2 separate regions of the Anas platyrhynchos genome follow, and region 2 is linked to region 1. The links are chromatin contacts, called in public Hi-C maps. All regions are on one chromosome and are shown on one strand. Each heading gives the region's core, a stretch centred on a gene start, on an enhancer-like site or on the middle of the called end of the contact. The rest is flanking DNA. Distances are from core to core; before and after follow the strand shown.

What was found. Hi-C and Micro-C count contacts between places; a contact is called where the count stands out from the background.
Region 2: a Hi-C map of F5 follicle shows a contact between it and region 1, with 2.1 times the contacts expected there. The contact joins two enhancer-like sites. A contact is called at or near these places in 3 of 8 Hi-C or Micro-C datasets (F5 follicle, skeletal muscle and subcutaneous adipose tissue).

What each region holds. Positions count from the first base shown.
Region 1 is chr1:32,729,913-32,736,941 of IASCAAS_PekinDuck_T2T, forward strand. No RefSeq gene overlaps it. Among named protein-coding and RNA genes, the nearest start is that of SCAF11, 16 kb to the left of the region's middle. Within about 2 kb of position 5,454, at least 3 of the 8 cell types and tissues checked have an H3K27ac peak or open chromatin away from gene starts, as enhancers often do. A contact at or near this core is called in F5 follicle, where this site is marked.
Region 2 is chr1:32,771,743-32,778,283 of IASCAAS_PekinDuck_T2T, forward strand. SLC38A1 (solute carrier family 38 member 1) reads right to left here. Exons shown (of 16, transcript XM_027456755.3): 2 at 2,009-2,221. The coding sequence starts at 2,127. Among named protein-coding and RNA genes, the nearest start is that of SLC38A1, 7.4 kb to the right of the region's middle. Within about 2 kb of position 5,124, at least 2 of the 8 cell types and tissues checked have an H3K27ac peak or open chromatin away from gene starts, as enhancers often do. A contact at or near this core is called in F5 follicle, where this site is marked.

The sequences.
Region 1 (7,029 bases), core at 4,204-6,703:
AGCACAGTATAGGTCCACTGTATTTGTATCTACATTGCATTGGAACATTTATGGGGATCTCATCAGGAGAAAAAGAGCTTGAACCACCATCACAAATAGCAATGAAATCATTATTAATGAAAGAAATTAACAAAAAGCAATCTCTATTTTTTTTTTAAAGATAATCTTATGCATTTGAAAGCCATTTTTGTGTAATTAGGTTCCCAGTTTTACTGATATGTTCACTTAAACCCAGATCTTCATAGAATCATCAGGGTTGCAAAAGACCTCCAAGATCTAACCATCAACCTGACCTGAGTCCCATTGCTAAACCATGTCCCTTAATGCCAAGTGCACACATCTCTTGCATTTCAGTTTTGAAATCTAGGGCAAGTCCATGGGCAAGTACCTAAATATCCTGTTGGAGTCAGACATTCATCTCCTGATAATACAAACTCATTAATCTCTACCTAACTCTGTTACAGTGAAAAGTCTGTTTGTCAATCTATAAAAGAAAAAAGCAATGAAAGGCAAAACTTCTTTCTCACCTTTAAATAACAAAAGTGGGCAGAAAGCTTACATCCAGCAGTGTGAAAGATATCAGCCAAGTCCAGATTGATTTATTACAGAACAGCCTGTGAGTGGATTTAAGAATCGTCTGGGACTGCGTGTGTGTATTATATGACTTTTCTTTCATGCTCGTGTGAGAGAACCATATCAGCTCACATTACACTATGTGGTACTGATGAAAGTGCTGCATAACTGAAGCAAAAGATTTCAGCAACATCTATCAGTTAACAGAAAAGCTCAAAAAAGTAGGAAGAACAATGCCTGAAAGTGACTTCCCAAATTATTTTTCAGATCTCTGCCATTTTTTCTTCTCAAGCTGAAGGGGAGAGGGCAGGGTTCAATACAACATCAGAATGAGTCTAAATCTTGTTCACGATTGATTTTGCTGTCTTACTTACATAACCCACCTAATCCTGCCACTCAGCTCTGTAAATCACAGCCCACAGCCTTCTCCTTAGGCATCAACCCCAAGGATCATGATGAAAAGAAAATCTCATTACTGATCAGCAGAGCAAGTGATAAAGAATGGAAAGTAAAGAGAATTATAACTTTGCCACCTAGATTGAATCAATTTTATCTTCATTTTTGTCCTATGTTTATTCTTACACACACAAAAACATAGTGCCAGGGGGAAGGGGAATGAAGCAGAACTGGGATACAGTGACCAGAGGAGCTGGAGGCCTGGACACCATGCTTATTCCTGTATCCCCAGTTAAACCCACAAATAAATAGAGGGGATTTACAAAGAGATATTAAAGTCTCCAAAAGAGAGGTCTCATGGGCATATCCTGGCCAGTAATAGCTACGTGAAACACTTCTAAAAAATCTACCGTTATTTATTAGACCTAAGTAGAAGTTGAGCTCTTCTGACAATTTATCCCTAATTGGGAGACTGAGCATCTGGGAAATCTGACCCTGCACACCCTCCCTTGGCACCTGGGAAGTGTGGTTTTGTCTTTGACTCTGTGTGGAAAGCAAGGGTAGTGCTGAAAATATTCACAGGGGGCAGGGACAGGCCTCAATTCAGTCACCCGGGCACTGAAACTGGCTGGGGTTTTATACAAGCAAATTTGGTCTTGCTTCTTCAGACAGTTGCTTTCTGGAGGTAAATTTGCTCTGCACTGAGAGTGCAAGGAGAGATGGTGACTGAGCGTGTGGGGAGGAGGAAGGAAGCACAAGCAGAAGGCAGCTGGTTGTTCGCAGGAGCCTCTCAGGGTGTTTGGGGAAGCGGTGCTGTCTGCTGCCCTCGGGCCACCTGCACCCAGAGAACAGCTCCCCTGGGGGAAGAGCTGAGCCAGAGGCTCAAACCAGCCCCTGCAAACTTCAAGGGCGAAGGAGAGTCTCCTGGTGGTGGAGCACCATCCTGCCTCTGCTGTCCGTCCCTGTAGAACTTGGTCCAGCCCCTGGCAGAGCAGCGGCCTGGGACTGTTGTTCCAGCTGGATGGAGGCAATGCCATTAGAGCATGCATGACCCCACCTCTCTTCGACCAGCTCTGATTAGGAACCGAGTGTTTTGCAGCAGTAGCAGAACAAATGCAATCAGGAAGGCCACGTGAAATCAATTTCTGTTTAATTATTCATTGCCTATCTCTGTGCTGTACTGAGGAAATCATTCAAAACCCTGTAATACCCAGCTACTTTCAGCTGCCTTCCTGAAGGTAAGCATGTGACTCTGCTTTCAATTGCTACTGTAAATATACAATTATTTATAAACTACCTCACAGGGACCATATGGTCCTCTTTTGAATAAAAATGCACAGACAGAACCGAAAAAATCTGTGAAAGAGAGGCATAGTAAATTGATACGTAGCATACCATCTGCTTCCATGCGCGAATGATGTTATAACAAACTGCAGGAGGCACAGCTAAGGCAACTGGAGAGAGCCAACTCCTTTACGGTGTTTGCAGATCTTCTGACGGTCTTCTGCCTAGTATCAGTTTTGTGTTGTCATTTGCTGTGGCACTACACCAAGAAAGCCATATTGGCTAACTTCTGCATGCTTAGGACTGACACCCATCTGTGGCTTCCCCCGATTAGCTAGTGAGCACCCCAGAGTTTGATTCCGATAGCTTTGACTTTTATGAGGTTTATAAAACACACTGGGTATTACCAATCAACCAAGCTAAAGTTTAAAATATGTCTGACAATGTTCATCCTGTAAAATACCAAGAAAACTGATGTAGGACTTCTCATTTGTTGAAATATTTTCCATGTAGAACTGAAACTTATTACGGATTTGTTCAGAGGATGTTAGAATCACATTTGTGTTAGATCTCACCTATGCCAAAGGACTCATGAAGGTTGCACATCTCTACTTTTTATTAGCACTGTTTTAATATCAGGATGCTGGAGCTGCATGTGTCAAATGGAAGCATTTGAGCAGAGCCTTCACCGTAGCTGTTGTTCTTGATGCCATGCAGGTTGTGGTGTGTGACCTTGCATAAGTCACTGGTGATAAAAGTAGGGGGCAGCTCAGCAAAAGCGAAAGGGCAGCACAGGTGGCTATGGATGTGAACACGTTGCCCCTGTATTTTGTTTGGTATTACAGGAGCCAGACTGTTGGCTGTCCCTCAAAAGCACGAAGGAAATGGCTGAAAAATGATGGCTTTATTATGGCATGAAAAGAGTGGGGTGGGTGACCAGTGGGACTGCCCACCCTAGCACCAGCACTGTGTGCCTGGCTGTGGTTTGGTGAGCTGGCCTGGCACATGCAGCACGTTACTTCTGCTCTTGCATGGGTCAGGAGCTAGGCTGGCGGCTGGGGAGCCAGCCCTGCCCATCCCGTCTGCTGTGAGATGTGGCCTGGGCACGTGGCCATGGCTGAAGCCTCAGGTCTGCACTGCCCCAGCGGGAATCCAGCTGTGGTCACACCAGCCTGGGGCAGGGAGAAGTGCATAAATTATTTTGTAAAAGCTCAGAAAATAAAAATTTTCAATAAAAAGGCAGAGGGAATGAACATTTTTAATAATAAACACAATGCACATTACCTGAGTTATTACAGTATTATTCATAATAAAATTATTATTATCACTAATATTATTAAAATGCATTCAAATTGTTCAGATTTTGACACCGAAATTCCAACCACAGGGCAGACGTTGAGTCAGACAGAAAATGACAGAAGTGTTAAAAAGGGAGATATAAATAACTGATTTATCTTACACTCTTCCTCTGCCCTCCTCTGGGCGCCCAAATGCAGAGCAGCAGCTTCCCTTGCCTGGGCAGCTCTGAGGAAGTGCTGGGTCTCCTGTCTGCACTTTCTTCCTTTGCAGCTTCTTTTGTGCCTCACTGCAGAATACACTTGAGCAGAGACTTCACCATCTCTGCTGCCTGTGCATTGGAGGCACTTTGAGATTCTGTGCTGAGAAATAACGGTATGAAATGCTGAGATAAAAGGGTAACACGTTACTGAAAATGAAAGCGTGACTCATCAAGGGATTATATTTTAATGCAAAGCTTTCTGACCCTCTGTCAGTCCTTCCTTCCTTCAGCCAGTATTAAGGCTGCGTGTGCAAGGACCATTTTCCTTTTGCTCCCCTTCTAGGTTTCCCAGGTGACACACAGCTCACTGGAGCATCTCTTTACAGGGTCTACCAAACTCCTTTGGCTCTAAAGCAGCCGAGATAGAAGATAGTCCTTCTAAAAGCACCATCTGCTGACTTGAAACAGAAAAAGCAGGAGGCACCCACTGTCTTGCAGACTTGTTAAGGCCATAACAAGTAACAGGAGCAGGGCTGCTAAATGACAAGCACATATGAGAGTTGTAGTATGACTATTTTTTTCAGCTGTCAAAGCAAAACACCCAGTATCTATCTTATCCCAGACCTAACACCATGAAAAATGCTGAGAGTAGTGCTGAGGATTGCACTAGCCCCTAGTTTCCTTCCTGGCAAGGTGGTTTTGTTCCACAGGCCCATCCGCAGGAACTCGTACGCTGCAGTTTCTGCATGTTCAGATTCAAAATGACAGTGCAGGAAGAAACACTTCTGGTGACCTAGTTTAACCAGTGTTAAGAGCAGATGCATTTTCTATAGCATGCAGTGTTGCTGCAAAGCCTAGTGGGATAGTGCTGAAAGGCTGGTGTCCGTGCTGATTTGCCTCTCCATTGGGTAATTTGTCAGGGATTAGCCTGCGTGTGTAGGCCACAAGAAGAAAGTCCTGCAGCTGATGATTTTCTTCTACAGCTGACAGAATGTCTTGAGTTGGAAGGGAACCACAAGGATCATCGAGTCCAACTCCTGGGTCCCCAAAGGACCACCCCAAAATCAGACCATGTATCTGAGAGCGTTGTCCAGACACTTCTTGAACTGCAGCAGGCTCAGTGCCATGCCCACCGCCCTGGGCAGCCTGTCCCAGTGCCCGAGCACCCTGTGGGTGCAGACCCTTTCCCTAACCCCTCACCTGACCCTCCCCTGTCCCAGCTCCATGCCGTTCCCTCGGGTCCTGTCGCTGACCCCAGAGAGCAGAGCTCAGCGCCTGCCCCTGCGCTCCCCTTGTGAGGGAGCTGCAGGCCGCCATGAGGCCTCCCCTCAGCCTGCTCTGCTCTGGGCTGAGCAAACCAAGGGACCTCATCTGCTCCTCATACATCTTGCCCTCTAGGCCCTTCACTATTTTTGCAGCCCTCCTTTGGACACTTTCTAACAGTTTTATATCTTTCTTTTACTGTGTTGCCCAAAACTGCACAGAATGCACACATTGTGGATAGCAGAGCAGGACCATCCCTTCCCTCTACCGACCGGCAATGCTGTGCTTGATGCACCCCAGGGTACGGTTGGCCCTTCAGCCGCCAGGGCACACTGCTGGCTCATGTTCAGCTTGCTGTCAACCAAAACCCTCCAGATCCCTTTCTGCGGGGCTCATATACAGCATCTTTTCCCCCAATCTGTACGTATATCCAAGGTTACCCCTTCCCAGGTACAGAATTGGGCACTTGCTCTTGTTAAACTCCATATTGTTGGTGATCATCCAGCTTTCCAACCTATCTAGATCTTTCTGCAAGGCCTCACCACCCTCAATGGAGTCATCAGCTCCTCCCAATTCAGTATCATCTGCAAGCTCCCGGAGCTCCTACAACTCCACTGTGGTGGTTTTCATTCCTTCCAATGTTCTCCTCAGCAGTACAACATGGGCATCCTTTGCTATTTGTTATCCTGCCTGTTGGTTGATTATCAACGTCTTTTACAGAGTCACTTTGAATAATATTTTTCATTTCATACCAAGGTCAGAATCAATAAAATATAAATCCTACAGCAGCAATAAAAGATAAAAAGTCTTAAAACCTACCTAACATTCCTATCAATCCCCCTCAAAGCAATTGACGTATATCTTAGTAGAGAAGCTTTGAGGAAGTTCTTCAGATTGTGCAAATCTAAAGCATTTAGCCTGATTGTATAAAACTAAGGCTGATTCCACTGACCACAGTGAACTTTAACCAGTTTGTAGCAGGCTGTGAACCTTGGAAAGTCTTTTGAAGTGATGTCTGGAAGTAATCTTTTGTGTATGTAATCAGTAAATTAGTCTGGTCCCTTTCAGTAGTATTCTTACCACTTTGTGGTGGCTCCCAGTGACCTTTGTGAAAAAAGCTCTGCCAACACAACATCTTTGTGGCTAAATTTTTTTGCTAGTAAAACACAACATTCTTAATGGCATCGTTGTTAACAGTTAATGAGCTCCTCATTCTCTGAAAACATACAGCATTTGTATATGGCTGTTGTACAGCTTATTGTAATTAGATTGTGGGTTCATCCTGATCTTCCTGAAGGTCCCTGGGACCAAATATTTGCTGGGCAGAGCAGTGGTGAGGACACGTGAAAACTCTTGCAGCTTTGAGACACAGGACTTCCCAAAGTTAGTACTTCCCCAGCAAGGTAGCAGAGGTATTATGGACTCTGTGCTGGGACAGTGCTTCCTTTGGTGCACCTCTACAAAATACCAGGGTTGGAAACACTGCAGGTTCTTCTTGTGGGTAAGTGCCCTCGCCACCTCCGTCCCCATGTGAAAAGCACAGCTCTCGGAGCTGGCTTCAATGAATCCTGCTTTTTGTGGATGTTGTTTTCATTGCTCAGCTGTGCTAACCGCACTGTTTTCTCAGAGGTAGGTGGGAAGGTAAAGAGCATGTAGCAAGATTATTTTTTCTAGCTATTGGTTTTGACCTATTTTGTTTACTGGCATCTGGGCTGTTTGTAAATATCCAAATCAAAAAATGTCCAATTTTAGACGACAGTCCTGAGCCTAAGTGGTGTTCAGGTGCCCTCAAAGGAGGTATAGGTTATTTCTGCAGTAAACAGGACTAATGGTCTCTTGTGCTTGACAGAGGGTTGTAATGTAAATATGGCCATGTTCTAATTTGAATGAACTAATTTATAATTGATCTCCCTTTTTTAGTAAAATTTTCCCCAGAGAAGTCAAAGTGTCGCTGACTTGTTTGCCTGGTGAGCTGCGGTGCCACCCCACTTGCTTGGTACTTTAGCTGCCTGCCT
Region 2 (6,541 bases), core at 3,874-6,373, 42 kb after region 1:
CCAGAAAATGCTGGAAATCCGTAGGGAACTAGAGGATTCTTTTCCAAGATCAGGAAATATTTGGGGTTTAAATCAGACCTGGAATCTGCTTCTCACTGCTGTATCGTCCCCAAAAGACCCTTAAAAACATTGCTCTACATTCAGCTTGAAAAATTATGCACTGAGAAAAAAAAAACATGGTTCAAAATGAGATATGGAGTGTGAAATCAAACAAGTTGAAACAAAAAAAAAAAAGTCAGTTGAAAATTACAGATCTAATCTAACGCTCAAGTGAAATTAACAAAAAAAGTCCCACTGATTTCGGTGGACTTTGGAGTTTCACAAGGTCTTACACACTGTGTGTCAGACAGCACAGAAGATGATCTTCTGTATGCCCGTTAACCTCTTATCCCACAGGGACTGGGAGTTTGCTGACACAGCTGTAGGAAGGGAATAACCACGTCCTCAGGGGATGTGCTTGCTGAGGGGAGCAGAACGGGGTCTGGGTGCCATTAGGGGCAAGGAGTGGCGAGGTGGAGAGCAGCACGAGCACAGCGCTACGCACAGGGCACACCAGAAGTGGACAGGATGTGTGAGTGAGGAGGTGCCCATGGAGAGCGGAAATAGTGGTGGGATATTTGGTACAACCAAGTGGTGCTCCGTGGAGGAAGAAAATCACCCACATGGGAAGAGAGAACTGTGGAATATGTTCATCTGCCTGAAAAGCCAGAATAGGACATAAAATTCTGTCTCTCTGACACTTTCCACACCACGTTTTTCTTCCCTTCTTTGCTTGACACTTCTCAGACTTGACCGTGCTCACAACACAGCTCCACAAGCACTCACTGAAAGAGGATGGACTAATGGGGTTTCTCCCTCTGCCAGTTACCTGTGGCACCAGCCAAGAGCTCAGCCACCCCTCCTCCTGTCAAGGACATCAATCCTCAGCAGGCTCCGGGGCGCTCCTCCACCGCTGTCAGCTCCTGAGCTCTGGGGGAGCCAGCAGGAAAGTCAGCAGGTTCATACAGGAATTGTTTTGTTTTGGCACAGTCAGAGGGGTTTTTTCTCTTGCTCTCACTTTTTTTTTTTTTTTTTAACAGAAGTGGTTTGCGTTTTGCCCTGGCACTTTCCATCAAAGCAGTTGCATCAGAAAATTCCTGACCAGCCCTCACCTCCACCAGCGCAGCTGCGCTGTGGTCGCAGCACTGCAGGGTGCAGCTGGCGGTTGCCCCAGGACTTCCCCGGCCAGGCTGGCTCCAGCCCTGCCCCCTGGGGCTCAGCACTTCAGCAGGAACCTTGGTCAGAAAACAGCTTTGTGCTCTACAGCTTGCAAAACCCAGCCGGGGCATGGCAGCAGATCTCAACACCTGTTGGATGCTAGTGCCCAGCGGAGACACCTGGCAGATGTGCCATCACATCCCTGTAAATGACTATCCTGTAGGAAACTCAATGGCCAGTTTTCACCCGAACTGATAAAGAGCTGCGGTCCTCAGGTGGACACGAGTTAGATGCAGGTCTCTGACCAGCCCCTTGCTCTCCCTGCCTTGGGGACAGATACTGCTGCCTGGTCCATCCCACCCCGTAGTGAACAGTGAGTGCCAGCCGCACATGCCACAAGCCTGGGGCCAGGGATGTGGCCAGGCAGGTTACAACTGTCACAGCAGAGACCGAAGGTCAACAAAGTGATCTGCCCCCTGCTATTCTCTTGGTCGAATTGCATTTATTATTATTACTTCTCCACTGTATGCGAGTTGAGGTCCCAGAATGTTGGCTTTTTGCTACATTATATGTTTGTGCATTTTATTAGACTAATTTGAAAGATTCGAAACGATGAATAAATTGCCACTCTGTTTGCTTTATCTGCTGTTGCAGCCTATGCCCAACAGATGTCACATATGAAATTCAAATTACATCTTCAAATGGAGCATGACTTGGTGATGAATAATTCAAAACATATACTGAAAATTAGAATGCTGTTTTTAAACAGTGTGTTTCTTAGCGCAGGCAGCGTCAGTGGAAAAATACTCACCTATTTATCTGGCCATTTTCCACCTCTGTGAAATCATTTGAATCATTGCTGATGTTATCATCTTCGGGGACAGTCATATTCTGCAATTCAGTCAGTTCTAATCCAGCTTTGAATGGCATCCTGGGCGAGGAACTGTACGTATCCAACTGTTTCTCGAAATGTTAGTGTTTGGTTGAGGTCTGGTGGGTAATCTGCAGCCACAGTGTCAGTGACCTAGGTGAAACAGAAAAAGCCCAAAATGTATGTGCACACCAGCAGCAGGCAATATGACCAGGAGAATGCAGTGACACCTGGACAAGAGGGACCATGCTACCAACCAATTTGATATTATTAGAAGCACTTGAGGCTGCAACATAAATGCATTGCAGAAGAATAGTGATGTTAAACTCCTCAATGAGATCCTTACAAAATTACTCAGTCCTGACCTTACAAATTTACCCAGTCCCGCAACCGATTACTGAGGATGGTACTGGTAGATATAAATTGGTGAGCAAACCAATTCTGTTTGTTTCAGAAGAAAGAGACTCACAACCTACAAATTAAGGAATAAAAATAAAATGGTTTGCTTGCCCAAGGCCCATTTAGTTACTCTGTGTTCATCTTCTGTATGTTCTCGCTGTTGCCTTTTACTTAAAAATATAAAATACCTCACTTCTGTGCCGCTGCTAAGTGGAGAAACAGAGGGACAGAGTTATCACAGTGCTCTCCTCTGCTGCTATCTGTACTCCAGGTAGTTGAATGTATGAAGTTTTTTTTTTTTTTTTTTGGTAAAGAAGATTTACAAAGGATACTCTGTGTATGGATGAACTTATGCTGAACAGGGACAGAAACAGGTCTCTAAGCTTACACCTCATACGTAGAAAGAATAACGTACCGCTTGTGCCAAGCAATTATTATTTAGAGATCAGGAGGTCTCTCCACTGACAGATGCATTGCATAAAAGCAAAAACACCAAAGGCAGATCAAGCGAGGCTGCTACAGACACATTTCCTTGTCAGAAATGCAAATCAACTGAAAGACCAACGTTTTCCGGAGCCTGACCACTCTCAGCTGAACAACAACTCCTGCATGATGCTGAGGCACTGGATTGTTATTCAGAAACCAGCTCCCGCACCACAGCTCTCTTAATTCCCATTTTGTGAATGAATGGTTTGCCCGACTGCCAAACAATGATTTGCAATTCACCCTGGGGTACATGGGGAATGCTCACATACCAGATCCATTTGGGGATATTTTCTCAAACCCTCAGAGCTACCTCAAAACCGTCAAACTACTCACAGGCAACCACGGAAGCAAGAGCATCCCCAACTAACTTTACAGGACCCGATGCTTTGGGCTGGCTTATGCCACCTCCCCAGCGCACGGAGGAGGCCTTTGCAAAGGGGCCCGTTTCCCTGTAAGTGGTTTCTCAGAAATAATTTCATCTTGAAGTTCAGGTGTGCTCTTAGAAAAGCCCATGCTGCCCCAGCGCACCAGGGGTAGAGCCGGGGCAGCTCCATGGGATCAGGGCCTGTCCTCCTGGGTGCTTCCATGGCAGCACACTGCTGACAAACGGCTGCAGGCTGGCAAACAGGGGGTGGCTCTGGCGGTGACATTCTGGAACAGTCTTCCCAGAGGCATAAAACAGTCTACCTATTTTGGAAGGGAAGCGTGATCTTTTTCTGAAAGGATAAAGCCATAGGAGGCAGTGGCTGCTGAGGTAGCAAGGGCCGAGCACACTGCATCCTGAAGCTTCTTGTGACCGTGAGCTCCTAAAATAAACAATGCCTTAATAGAAGTGGCAGTGTCTGTGCCGAGATCTGTATCTGCTGACATTTTTAAAGCTATGCAGAGACTCCTCTGAAATTCAAGCAGTACAACTTTCCCTTTGGGGGCTGTTTTGCATCTCGGTCCCCCAAGAGGATTTTCCCAATCGCCCTGCCGCTGCCTGTGTGCTTAAGAAATTCCACACTGAGCATGTTCAAAAACAGGTGCTGAAATTCACCCTTCTGTGAGGTAAACAGTGTGCTGGAAAGCAGTCTGCACAGCTCATTGACGTGCAGCTCCTGCTTCTCCTTTCTGCTGTGGTGCAGCTGAAACGCTGGGGCTGGACCGACAGGAGTGGCTCGTTGGTTCATTTGCATGGCATCTTTGCAATGCAAAAGTAATGACTTTTTGTTTGTTTGTTTGTTTGTTTGTTTGTTTGAACTAAGGCTCAGATTCGACACACACACACACACACACACAAAAAAGGATTGAATGAAGATGCAGCAAAATGCTAGTGCAACCGAAGCCAGCTGAAACATTAGCAACAACTTCAGCAGATTCCAGATTTCAGACAGATGAGTGGCTCCTGCAACAGCGTGACAGTGTTTTGGAGCCTGTACTAGGTTCTCGCTAAGTTAAGGGAATTACTTAAACAAAACAAAACCCTGAAACCAAAAACACTGTTGAACAAAATAATTCATTGCACTTTCAAGTATGAGAACACTTGATCTCAGTGCCAAAACATGAGGGCAGCGAAGAGAGAACCACGGGGCTGGGGACTGAAACTGTCACGGGGCGTGAACTCACTGCAAGCCTTTGGCGAAGGATAACCACACCATCCCTGGCACCTCCATCTGTAAAGCTGGGATGACAATAGCAACAATACTGCTCAGTCTGTGAAGTGCTCACAGGTTCAGAGAGAAAGGTGATATGTGTGATATCTGGAAAAAAACTCTAAGCAAACCGCCACAATTTTGCAAAGATAACTTTCCTTAGATATATACAGTGCAAATCCTTTGTCAGAGCTAACCACCCTACGCCCCCTCAGCAGTCAGCAGAGTACTACAAGTGGCTGCAGGAATTTCACCCCCAAAACTCCCATTTTACATTGCAGGCTTTATTTTGCTCATTGTGACGATCAGCGCACAGGTCCCAAACAACACTGACAGTCCCCCAGGGTCAGGGTTCACATCAGCCGGGTTTTCTCCCCACGTGCTGCCCATCAGCTTTGGGCACTGCCAGACGACAACTTGCCCAGCCATGCTGAGCTGGAAAGGCAGAGGGAAGGAAGCAAGCTGTGCCTCTGGTGTAGGTGCCAGTGATGCTGTGGGAAGGAAAAAGAAAAGCTTCAACTAGTCAGGGTCACTATATGTTGATTCTGAGCTGTACTTGAAGAAGGATGTTTTTTTACCCGAAGGCCTTTTCATTCAAGCAATGTCATAAGATAAAAGAAAATAAAAACGTTATCTTGGCAAAAAAAATCCTTGACTGAGCTTGATTATTTAATATGAATTAAAAATAATCTGAAGAGTGGCTGCAGCAATCCCACTGTGCTTGCTACTCTGACCATCGTTAAACTTCCCAAACAGAGAAGTTTCAGATACTTGCAGTCAAACCAGACAGTCTCCAGACACACAGAATAAATCAGCAAGAAAAAAAAAAACAACAAAAACAAAACAAGAATTCTGCCCTTACTTCAAACTTTCCCACTCACATGGGCAAATAGTTCACTGAAGTATGAATTGCCCTGAGAGAAAACCAGAAAAGGCTAAAGTCACTTCTAAAGGAAGCTCAAAGGTCTGTGTTTGGTAGCTGATTCAGGCCCTCAGTTCAGTAGAAAAAGCTCTGCAGTGGCCTATGAGCTTGGATTTCTCTTTAGACATCCCATGACATGTCCTGTAAAAACCATTATGGATAATTTACTCATCGTGTGCTCCTTGCAGAAAATGGGAAAGATTACAACTGGTCACAGACTTCAGGAGGAGGACAGTGAGATGACACAAGAAGATAAAACAAGTTTATTTTCCTCAAGGACATGGAGACCTTTACAAGCCATTAAAGCACATTCCAAGAGCTGGGCTCCCTTCTCTGTTTCCTTCTGAAATATCAAAAGAAAAAAACAAATCCTGCTACTCCACTCTTCTGGACTGTCAAAGTTCCACAACAGTAGAAACAGGCTCAAAAAGTTTGTATTTGAAAAAATATGGTCATGCAGACAATCTAACTTAATTCTTCTCCTGACTCGGGCATGAACCCTTTCTAGGCAGTACCTGGAAGAGCTGTATTATCAGAAAACCCTTTGTTAGAAGCAGGATATTTAACAGTAATATCACTACTGGTGGTAATGGTGATGCTGTAACTTACAGGTATTTGTTGTCATACCCTGCAAATGCCATCACTCAAAAAGTGCCATCTTAGGACACATGGCTGCCCAGAAGCTGCCCAGCTATGTGGCAGGGTTTGGGAAGGGCCAGACACCATCTTGCCTATCTCTGGGTATGGTTTTCATCACGTTGACTTGTACACTCACCGCACACTTCATTCATTGCACATTTCCCGCAGTCTTTGGGATGGCAAATATCCAAGACACACTAAGCAATTTTAAGCATGGAATTCAAGACAATTTACTTAAAAGCTGAAATATGACTCAACTTTCTGGCCGGAAGGGGTTTTGCCAATAGAACTCCCTCTTGTTCGGTTAGGAGGTATCAGAATCCAGCACCCGAGTTTCTCACACGCCGTTTCACTCCCGCAAAGACTGAGATATGATACATCTTTCTTTGCTCA